4 separate regions of the Mus musculus genome follow, and regions 1, 2 and 3 are each linked to region 4. A link is a contact called in public HiChIP or PLAC-seq, Micro-C and promoter capture Hi-C data. All regions are on one chromosome and are shown on one strand. The core of a region is the stretch at or near the end of the contact, and the rest is flanking DNA. Distances in the headings are between cores, read along the strand shown.

Region 1 (2,700 bases), core at 15-2,514, 610 kb before region 4:
TGCTGAAATTCCCCATGTAATACTTCTGGTAGTGATGGCACCGACCTTTTCTGCAGTAAAGTGAGGATCAGGTAAGGTAGTTTTGAAAACTTTTCACTGGGAAGATATCAATAATCATAAAAACACAGTCTCTATCTGCCCATCCACCAGTTTTACCACCAGCAACTCACACTGCAATGTGTTTCTTGTCTTCACCCCCTGCCAGGGATATTTAAGCATATAACACAATGCTTGAATTGCTTAACAGAAACCATTAAGTTTTTAAAAATGTTTTTTATTAGATATTTTCTTTATTTACATTTCAAATGTTACCCCCTTTCCTCATTTCCCCTCCACATCCCCCATCCTTTCCCCCTCCCCCTGCTCACTAACCCACCCACTCCTGCTTCCCTGTCCTGGCATTCCCCTACACTGGGGCATTGACCCTTCACAAGACCAAGGGTCTCTCCTCTCATTGATGTCCCACAAGGCTATCCTCTGCTACATAAGCAGCTGGAGCCACGAGTCCCTCCATGTGTTTTCTTTGGTTGGTGGTTTAGTCCTTGGGAGCTCTGGGAGGGGGTACTGGTTGGTTCACATTGTTGTTCCTCCTATGGGGCTGCAAACCCCTTCAACTCTTTGGGTCCTTTCTCTAGCTTCTCCATTGGGGACCCTGTGCTTAATCCACTGGAGGGCTGTGAGCATCCACGTCTGTATTTGTCAGGCACTGGCAGAGCCTCTCAGGAGACAGCTGGAAACTATCAAGTTTTAGTTATTATTTTTCTTAGGGTATTGGGAAGGCTAGTTATTTATAAATGACTCAAGGTATGTACTGATAAGTGCACTATATAAGAGTGAGCAGTGGGAGGGAAGTCCCAGGGATAGTATTGCAGATGGAACCTTCCAGCAGTACAGTTACTATAGAGGTAAATTCCTATGACAGGAAACCCTGGTTTCCTACCTAGTGCTCCTTATTCCAATTCTGCCTAGTAACAGGCCCTTCATATTGTTGTGGGTGAAAATGTGCCCAATGTCAAAATGATAAAACAAACAAACAATCTCACCAAATCTCCCCATCCCTCTTGCACATGTAGTTCTGAGTGCCATGTGATAGGAAATCAGAGCTGTGTAGGAGACAACTCTCTGAAGTGATCATGGTGGACAAAGACCACTTTTCCCTATCCCCTGTCTGGCATGCAGCCATAGCAGCTGAGATACAGTGACTCTTCTGAGACAGCAGGAGACTCTTCGAGAGGAAGTCATTGCTAAGAATAATGGAGCCTAAAGATAGATGGTGCAAGCATATTTGTGACATCACAGGTGCCACGCTGCAGCCCCAGACAATACACTTCTGGGCTTTGTGTCAGAGAAGAGAAAATGAAGGCCTTATTGTTCGAGCTGCTGCTATTTCTACTTTGCTAGTAGTTGCTAAATGTAATTTCTGACTGACACGATCATCTAATTAGCATAAGTGAGGTCATCCTGAGAAAACTTCCTCTGAATTTGGCTGTCCTTAAAATCTAGTTACTGGGAAAAGCAAAACGAAGGCTCCTTCATGATGTGAGAACAGCAAACATCTATAATATCTTCCCTTGGGCTAGGCTGCAAATATCTACTTTTCTTAAAATGTCCTTATAAATCAACTTTTCCAGCCCCTTAATCACCTTTGATAGATATAACACAAAGTATGTCTCCGAGCTGGAAGGTTACAAAGCAACAGGGGAAGCAAAGAGCTTTGAAAGCCAGGCTTGGAGCCATTTTTATGCATGCAGGTCTAACCCTGGGTGGAATGTGACAATCAAGACAAGCGTATTTATGCAGAAGCCTAATCCATGTGTGCAGGTCTGTGGGCCCAGGCACTGCATGCTGGCCCTCTTCCCTCCGCATCAGTGACATTTGCTTAACCTCCTCAGACAGGAGAGCAATAGACTTAGAAAAATACAAACTGCCTCATGTTGAATACATAGTAGACATCTCATTTGACAGGAATCCATAATCACCACCTAACAACCTGGAAGACGCATAGAGACCATGACATGGAGAATAACTGATTGACAGCTATAACCATTTCACACACAAAGTCATTCCTTTGAGGATTTGTGTATGTGTGAAAGAGCCTGTGGAAGAGTCTTATGTGTTAAAGTAACCTTAGCGAGATGCCTGGCTGCAGATTTATTTTTAAACTCTTTGATTTATTAAATTGAACCACATCAACACTATGGAACCATTAGAAATTATCCAATAGAGAACTCTTAATACCACAGACACTGTTTGGTGTGCCTTATTTTTAGTGGTGATATACAGTTGGCTCTACTATTATTACACTGTGTGCACAGTATATTATAGAAAGAGAATAATGCCATATATGGATCTAAAGAATATTGGATATTTATTTGCCAAAAAGTGTCAACTAAGGGACTTGAACATTCTTTTAAGATCTTGTTTATCTTCCTAACTTTCTTCAGCAAACATGAGAAGACATTTAAGCAGGCTTGCTAGGAACCCTAGGAAGGGAGACAGGAGGACACAGGAATTACAGACACCAGAATGATACTAGGAGGAGTCTGGCTGGCTTGTGGCTGGCCTTGCATTGTGGCCAGTGTGCTAAAGATGCAACCAATGTTTCTGTAAATATCTCATGCTTCTTTCTAGATCTCAATTTTTACAGATTTTATCTTCTCCTTCTTTTGAAAGCACATTATTTAGTGAAGATATACTTTT
Region 2 (2,700 bases), core at 7-2,506, 660 kb after region 4:
CCGGAAGCTTGTCCAACTTGTCACCTCGAAAGTCTACCGAGGGTATAACTTTGATGTTTGTGAAAACATTACCCCTATAAGAAGGGGAAGGAATTTATACCACTGTCAACCTTTTCCTAGTAAGCAGATTCTGAGAGGTTTTGGTGGGAGGGACAGTTATGCGCAGGAAGTGACTGAGGTTGAAGAAAGTGTCATGGGAGAGTGGGTCAGGAACCCCAAACCATAAGCTCCTGGAGAGGTCTTTCTTTGATGAATGGCTAGTCTTACTGAACTTGGCTGACAGAGCCATTTCCTTGAACTTAGCATGCAGAGTTGGGTAGACAAATAGGTGGGCATCCTTTTGAAAATTGTTTTATTTTTATTTATTTATTTTGGTCGTTGGGCTCATTAACTGGAGGGGGTCTTTGTAGAGATATTCTAGATAGTGCAGCCTCACCTATTTCCCTGCCTGCCAGATGCTCTCTCAATTTAAGCAACCTCTGGATTTCTTCCTTTGGGCTTCTGAAACTATTCTGATGTTGGCAATGTCTGGGTTATGTTTAGGACATGGCCCAGGACCTAGGGCTTCAGAGACAGTGAAGCAAGGTCAGCCTCTGGACAGATCAGGTTACCTAACAAGCTCTGTGGCATTGGCCATTCATTTCTGTCCTAGGACTAGAAGAAACCTTGGGTTTGGGCATCCTCTAGTGCTCTGTGTAGGATTACCTTGGTTGGTGGGGCTGGACAGGGATTCTAGGTTAGGAATGGATGTATGTTTGGCTGGTGTCTGTTAGGAACACCCAGAAGTGCCTCTGACCGCCTGCACCACATGCCTGCTTGGGAGTATGCCCCGATCCAAGTGCACTTGGTGGCACCATATATGCACCACTCTGCCCTGTGTCTCCACCGCCAGGGTGACTCGAGGAAGCCAAGAAGACCCAGGGGGTGTCTGCAAACGTCCACACTGGGGAAGAGCAGGCGGGCCAGTGGCGGCAGCGTGCGGGGAAGCGCCCCCTGCCCCCTCTGCCGGCCGCTCTACCTTGGTCTAGATGTCAGTCGCGAGCTCCGAGCCAGCTAGCGAGCCAGAGAGGGAGCGGCGGCGGCGGCGGCAGCGGCGGCGGCGGCGGCGGGCCGCGGGCGGCGGGGAGGGGAGGAGGCGAGGAGAGGGAGGGAGGAAGGGAAGCAGGGAGGGCGGGAGGGAGGAGAGGAGGACCCAGAGAGCGCCAGGCAGCTGGAGTTTTTGCAGCGCTTGGCCGGGCTTCAATGCACAGCAGCAGCGAGCCGCGGCGGCAGCAGGCAGCCCGGGAGCTCCGGCGGCGGCCGAGCCAGCGGCGGCCCCGCTCCCTGCCCCCTGCAAACTTTGCGAGCAGCCCGCCCGGGGGGCCGGGGACGCGCCTGGGAGGCTCGGCTTGGACTACGGCCGCGCTCTTGGCCGCCGCAGCGCTAGCCGCCGCCGTCGCTGCTACCACCGCAGCTCCGCGCCTCCCCGGGGAGCTGCCGGCGGCTTCCGAGGCCCCCCAGCCCCGGCCCCTGGGCACTGCCCGGCTAGTCCCCGGCCAGGGTTGGGGGCGACAGCGGCGCAGCCAGCCCCGGGCTGCCAGGGGGTGGCCGTCACTGCCCAGGGAGGCGCGCAGAGGATCGGAGAGCGCTCCCCGGCGGGTCCCCAACGTACTCGCCGCCGCGCCCGGGCAGCGGCCCGACCCGGCTAGCATGGGCGGCGCGGAGTGACGCCGCCGTGCCCGCTTGGCATCAAGGACATTCAGCCCGCGGGGGTGGGGACGAAGGGGGGCAGCCCCGCGTCGCCGCCGCAGCCCCTGAGAGCCACCGCTGTCGCTGCTTGGGCTCCGGGGCTGGATGGAAGCTAGGGGTGCTTGGAATTGATCTTCATTTCCTGACCTTTTTGTTGGACATTACGCCCACCTTGGACGCTGCAAGAGGAGCTGTCAAGCCCGGCAGGCTCTGATTTGGCCCCCTCCGTTTTTCTCTGCTGCTCGTGGCTTCCCCGTGCCTCGGTGGAGTATTTGCGTTCGGGGCTGGGGCTGGAGGAGGCAGCCACACGCGCGCACACGCACACGTTCAGAGGAGGGCGAGAGGCAGCGGTACAGGCACCATCTGCAGTGTCAATGCGGCGCTGGGGCTGAAGGAGGGAAACGCCGCGCTTCCAGGTAAGGAGCCGCCGGCCGGGCACAGGGCCAGCTGGGCAGAGCGGGCGGAGGTGGCGAGTCCGGTCCCGGAGTCCTCGCCTGCTCTGAGGCAGCCCACTACACACACACACGCACACACACACACACACACACACACACACACACACACACGCAAAACACAAATCGCGTGCGCGCACACACACATACTCACACACAGGCACACACTGCGCTCACGCACCTGCCCACGTCCCACCTGGACACCCGCGTAGGTGCATCGCAGCCGGAGCAGGGATTTCCCGTGTTCTTCTCCTCTCCGGACCTAGACTTCTCTTCCCCAGGACTTTCAGGGTGGGATTCAGTAAATGACTGACTCTCCTATCCAGCCTGGTAGGATGAGGGAACGATTTTGCTGTTTCTAGCTCCTTTCATTTCCTAACTGGTTTTTATAAGACAGGAGAAGTCATGGGAGGTCTTATGAGACCCGCCCAGTGCAATTGTGCCCCTTAGCTTTTTGGACACCCGGAGATTTTTTGCTTTTAAATAGGAGAAAGGCAGAGAGATATTTAAAGGGCAGAGA
Region 3 (2,700 bases), core at 39-2,538, 520 kb before region 4:
AACCACTAAGTGATGGAACAAAGTAGGACTCAGCAACAGAGGAATGGATTTATAAACGTGTGGTATATATGCACAAAGGAACGTTTCCAGCCATAAAGATGAATGCCATTGGTGGGTAAGTGGATGCAACTGGAGATAATCACATTAGAGTGACATAAGCCAGTCTCAGAAAGTCAAACGTTGCATATATTCTCACTTGCAGCTCTTAGATTTTATATGCTATACATTATCATGTATGCACATACGACATGAAAGAAGTGTCCAAGGGAACAAAGGACACCATCAGGGGGACAAGAAAAGGCCGGGGAAGGAGGTTTCAGGGGGAACATGCTTAGTGTACTAATATATACTTACATAAAAATTGAAAAAATTAATAAAAAGAAATAAACAATCAAAAAATAAAAATTAAACTGCCATGGCTATGGACAGCAAGAAACCTCAGGAGACCTGCACTGTCCTTACATCTTTTCTGTGAGGAAAATTTCAGAAAGAAAATTTATTTTAAAATATAATGGTGTCTCACTTGAAAAATAATGTGAGTTTGCTTTTGTACATCTTTTGACAACACTGCTGGCAATTCCATTTATTCATTCAGTGTGAACCTACTATGTGCTAAAAATTTCTACTGATCTATGGCAAAATTGGAAAGGATGAAAGAAAAGAGCAACTTTGGTTGGGAAATGGAAAGAAATTAGCACAGTTCAGCCCTTACTCTGTTCAGGTTGCTTGCCCTGGTATAGCTTTGAAAGCCATAGAAACACAGCAAACAAATTCACCAAAGCATTTCTGCAAGTACCTGATAGGCAGCCTTGACCTTGAAATAGCCAAGAGGACAACCAATTCAGAAATGCCTCTTGGAATAAAAGGGGGAAAGCAATTAAGCTCTTATAGTGGAAATCGGGCAGAGAGAAGTGCTGGGTCCACCCAGTGAGCAGAGGTAGGGAACTGCTCATTTAAGTGCAGTTATCTGAATTTGAATTTGTACATATTTGCAAGTGAATACCCACGGTATTCTGGACTCTACAGATAGGGCATCCATCTTGAGAAGAGCTGTAACCATGAGGGGTAAAAGAAGATTGAGATGGGGAAAAAAAAGAAAGAGAAACCAAATAGAAGCTGAGATGATTTTTTCTTCTCAAAAGACTATTCCTAATATTCACAGTCTAAAAAGGACACAATGACGCAGATAACCTGTTAATGAGCTAGCTGTGGGTTGTCTACTCCCCAGGGCAGGATTTCCAACTGACAGAGCTTGTGTGGGTCTAAAAAGAATGAATGAGAAATTGAATGAGAAATGTACAGCTTAATCTTTCAGCAACCCGGATGTGCTCTGGATGCTGGTGGCTCCTGTGGGCAGAGATGGTGAGGAGCTCTGGCCTGTGAGGCCTTTGTGGCAAAGGAATGAAAACCTGTAATGTAAATTCCAGGAAATCAGTTTGTTGAGTTTGTTTGGCCAATTACGGCAATCCATCAAAGGAGTAACCTCAAACAACTAAGCCTGCGTTCACCTATCTTAGGCAGTTCTCAGGCCCTTGTTTCAAGCTTCAGTCTCCAGCAAACAAAACATTCATAGGAGAGTCTAGCTCAGTGTGACTAGGTCCCTACATCAGCTGCCTCTGTGATGCCAGGTCTCTGACTTTTAAAGTCACAGTCTTCTTCAAAGGGCTTGCCCTTGAGGATCTGCATTCCCTAAAGCCTTTCATGTTTCCCTGTCAAACGTCAACAGGAAGCTGGTCCCTGTAAAGCTCAAGATGGCCTCTGGGGTGCTGTGTCTAACCTTGTTTCTCATTCTCCTTCCACTTCTGCACAGACACTTTGTCCTTTTAGATCACCGAGAATCTTGTGTCCCCTTTTCAGGACACTTTCTCCTTCTTCTCCATATACACACATCCAACAACAATGCAGAATCCTTCTTACCCAATGTTTCTCTTGATTCTTAAGGCCCCCAGTGCCTCTCTTCACCCTGTACAGTGCCTGGCTTCTGAACCATCACAACTGGTACTCCCTATCCATCTGTCCCAAGACACTCAGAGATGAAACCATAAGTTTGGCACAGAGCAAGGATTTAATAAATATTGACATTTAGTTTCAATAGCCTTTTAACACAGGGGAATTACTCGACTGAATTCTGTTATTCTTGTCACAGGCAATGGACCAGATTTCCCCAGCCCACTGTAGATGCTCACACTAATATTATGTACAGACAAGTTGAGTAGGAACCTTGAAAAGCATGAAGAAGACCAGCTGCTTTCCTTGAACGGTTAATCTTTAAAGGGTCATTTAACTTTCAAGCGGAGATAGTCTTGTTTCTATTCACTTTCTCACTAGAATGTCCCTAAGCCAGAATGGCAACATACAGACAGGGCAAAAATTACTTAGGATAAGAACCTTGAAAATTCCCTAAGTACAGCAGTTCTCTGTCTCTACTCATCTGGCTGCTACCAGGAATCTTGCCAGATCAGCAATTCCCTCCTGAGAATGATAGCTATCATTTGCTTGGGCTGTTGAGCCAGCTTGCTTTCTTCCCAGTTTCTTTTTCTGAGATGCTCTTCCCCTTCTCTAACATTTAAGGAAAAGAAATAAATCTGAAGATGCCTTTGTTAGCACATAAAGTCAAATGTATTTCAGGCAAAGGCAGCCTTCTAAAGACCTGAGTGACAGAGGACTAATGTAGCTTCGTCCCCGTCAGCAGACCTGTCA
Region 4 (2,700 bases), core at 184-2,683:
AGGAAAAAAAAAAAAAAAAACAAGATCAGAAAAGGATTCCAAACACTCATATTAGAATTCCAGAGAAAATTAAGGCGCACTACTACAAAGGCTCCGGCTGAGGTTTTAATATCATGGGATAAATCTGAACTGTACATTGTTAAACTAAGAATGTGTGCCTGCAGTGTTTTCTCTTCAGGGCCTACAAAGTGTATCACTTTCACAGACAGTTCTATCCTCTCGTTTTAAAATAAAATTGATAAAAACAGGCCATTCTCTTAAACTCTGCCATAAACCAATACACGGGTCCTTTTCAGTCGATTAAATGGTAAACTTTTAAAGCCTTTCAAAGCTTGATTTACCCATTCTCTCAAGGGCTTAACCTACCAGATTCTGGTGGATCCTAGGTTTTAAAAAGATAATCAGGATCATTACAGGAGCTCTCTTAACTCAAATCAAAGTGAAGGATAAGTCGAGGAAAGTGGGAAGCAAGGGGTATTTGTTTTAGGAAAATATATGGGATGAAATGCAAATGACAACAATGGATAAGTGTGTCATAATGCATTTTATTCAGGCTGATCTAAGTCTGTTTAACATTTTAAACATTTAAAAATAAGAAGAAGAAGACTAGTAAATAGTCAACCACCCCCACTCTCACCCTAATAGTTTAGGGAAAAAGTAATGAGGAGGGCAGTTTGAAATTCTATTTTTGTATGGTTTTGAGTAAGAAACTGGAATAAGAAAGCAATAAGAAAGAAAGAAAGAAAGAAAGAAAGAAGAAAGGAAGGAAAAGGAAAGAAAAAAGCAAAACAAGAAGGAAGGATGGATGGATCACTTTAATATTCAATGCTAACAGCTCACGCAAAACCTAGGATCTGAAGCTGTGGCTATTCACAGGTAGTGGAAAGTGCCCAAAGTTGGACACTCTGCAACTCCTAACAGGAAACTTGGGCCTGATCCCCACGAGCCCAGGACACCTCCCGGCCTTCAGGAGTGTGCACAGCACCAGGGTCAACCAGAACCTGTTGTAGGAATGAATGAGTACACCTGCGCTGGGTTTCTTCCCGAACCCAAGCGGGCCAGCTTTTAGGACCGGGGACAGAAGTAAAGGCCATGCCCCGAGGAGAAGACTGGGGAGGTGGGGTGTCCTCCCCTTAACCCCGGCCCCAGAGAGTCTTAGAACACTGCCCGGCGGGGGCGGGCAATAGGCCCTGGGGAGGGGCGGGGGAGGCCAAAAGGGAGAGAAGGGCCGGCGGATGGGGCCCAGCCGATGCCTCTCCCTTCCACCGCGGAAGTCCAGCCGCTGCCCTGACCTCACCCTGCCTGCCTCCTGCCTCCCTCACCTGATCACCGAGATGAGCAGCCCCGAGGGGTCTTTGCTTTTGCTGACTGTGCTCCTGTATTTCCCACCAGCTGCTTCTGCCGCCATCTTGGTACGGGAGCGAGAGCCAGGTGCTTGACAGGACCGGGAAAGTGTAAACTCCGCGGCTGACCCGGAACATCCACCAATGGCAGAAGAGAAGCGCTTAGGCGCGGAAGTGAAAAACCCAATCCCTGGAGTTAGGAGGCGGGACTGAGACTCAGCTGGAGGCTGAGGCTCCTGTCCTCTCTAAGCATTCTGGGAAATGTAGTTCTTCTGCCGGTCCCGGGCATGCCTGGACAATAAACCAAGGGCAACTTCATCAAGCCTCCTTACTGTCTCTTTAGATCTCTTCAGACAGACCTTAAGTTGTTTTTCAGTTTACTCCATTTTATAATTTTACACGCTTTAACTTAATGTATCTGATGATAAATTGCAGATTCTTCTATTTAAACAAAGGTCCCAAAAGAATGCTTGTGTGTGCAAAAATATTAACTTCAAATACCATCTTTAAATCAACCAAATGCAAAAATGTACACGCACAGAGATTTTTCTTTGGTATTTTTCTGAGACTGAATGTTTCTATATTCGTCTTATGTACAAGTTCACTGTTGCGGTTATGCCAAGTCGCAGGCTGCAGGCTGTGAGGGGGAAAAGTACCTGTCCTAGGGGCTGTCACATATATATATATAGTTTCTCATGTTGTGGTGACTCCCAACTATAAAATTATTTCATAGCTACTTCATAACTGTACCTTTGCTATTGTTGTGACTTGTAATGTAAATATTTGATATGCAGGATATCTGATATGCAACCCCAAAGGAGTCAACCCCACAGGTTGAGAACCACAGACCAATTTCAATGGATACAGGAAAATCTTTTGTAGAAATTCAACCATACTTTTAAAATAAAAGCACTCAAAAAAAAGTCCCAAAAAGGAGGAACCACTGCAGTTCTTCGGGCGGGGGGGGGGGGGGGTTACTCTCATAGCACACCTTGTATCAGCACAGCAGCGGTGGCGGCTTCCAGAAGGGTCTGGGCGTCTGGTGGAGAGGCACAAAGTCCAAGCACTTTCCCTCCAGTCGGTGTTGTGGGGCGACTGAGACCATGGAGGAGTCGGAGGAGTCGACACCTGCTCTGCACAGAAGGAAACGGCGCTCCACACCTTTAGCTCCAGCCACACCACCTTCACAAACAACAGAGAAAAGCCCATACTTCCAGACCACAGAAATCTCACTTTGGACAGTGGTGGCTGCTATTCAAGCTGTGGAGAAGAAGATGGAATCCCGGGCTGCCTGAGTGCAGAACCTGGAGGGACGTGCAGGGTCAGCAGAGAAGAAGCTGGCTGACTTCGAGCCAGA

What was found. Promoter capture Hi-C pulls out the DNA fragments that hold promoters and counts their contacts. Hi-C and Micro-C count contacts between places; a contact is called where the count stands out from the background. HiChIP or PLAC-seq counts read pairs in DNA pulled down with a chosen protein or histone mark.
Region 1: an H3K4me3 HiChIP or PLAC-seq map of bone marrow-derived macrophages shows a contact between it and region 4, with 5 times the contacts expected there. The contact joins the enhancer-like site here to the promoter of Exoc4 in region 4. A contact is called at or near these places in 6 of 39 promoter capture datasets (the 3T3-L1 cell line, 3T3-L1-derived adipocytes, the C10 cell line and 3 more) and 2 of 115 datasets of contacts at active chromatin or transcription factors (bone marrow-derived macrophages and stem cell-derived neural progenitor cells).
Region 2: a contact with region 4 is called in a Micro-C map of embryonic stem cells, with 6 times the contacts expected there. The contact joins the promoter of Plxna4 here to the promoter of Exoc4 in region 4. A contact is called at or near these places in 6 of 39 promoter capture datasets (the 3T3-L1 cell line, the C10 cell line, embryonic stem cells and 2 more), 3 of 484 Hi-C or Micro-C datasets (cortical neurons and embryonic stem cells), 2 of 115 datasets of contacts at active chromatin or transcription factors (bone marrow-derived macrophages and forebrain) and 1 of 9 other capture datasets (adipose tissue).
Region 3: a promoter capture Hi-C map of embryonic stem cells shows a contact between it and region 4, with 2.0 times the contacts expected there. The contact joins the enhancer-like site here to the promoter of Exoc4 in region 4. A contact is called at or near these places in 3 of 39 promoter capture datasets (the 3T3-L1 cell line, embryonic stem cells and hippocampal neurons) and 1 of 115 datasets of contacts at active chromatin or transcription factors (bone marrow-derived macrophages).

The regions. Positions count from the first base shown.
Region 1 is chr6:33,858,340-33,861,039 of GRCm38.p6, reverse strand. The region is part of intron 13 of Exoc4 (exocyst complex component 4); the gene reads right to left. Among named protein-coding and RNA genes, the nearest start is that of Gm13853, 130 kb to the left of the region's middle. Within about 2 kb of position 1,264, at least 16 of the 459 cell types and tissues checked have an H3K27ac peak or open chromatin away from gene starts, as enhancers often do. A contact at or near this core is called in bone marrow-derived macrophages, where this site is marked.
Region 2 is chr6:32,586,748-32,589,447 of GRCm38.p6, reverse strand. Plxna4 (plexin A4) reads left to right here and starts at 1,256. Exons shown (of 32, transcript NM_175750.3): 1 at 1,256-2,144.
Region 3 is chr6:33,768,424-33,771,123 of GRCm38.p6, reverse strand. All of the region lies in intron 11 of Exoc4 (exocyst complex component 4), which reads right to left. Among named protein-coding and RNA genes, the nearest start is that of Gm13853, 220 kb to the left of the region's middle. Within about 2 kb of position 1,288, at least 19 of the 459 cell types and tissues checked have an H3K27ac peak or open chromatin away from gene starts, as enhancers often do. A contact at or near this core is called in embryonic stem cells, where this site is marked.
Region 4 is chr6:33,247,861-33,250,560 of GRCm38.p6, reverse strand. Exoc4 (exocyst complex component 4) reads right to left here and starts at 1,433. Exons shown (of 18, transcript NM_009148.4): 1 at 1,323-1,433. The coding sequence starts at 1,408. It also overlaps the pseudogene Gm1401.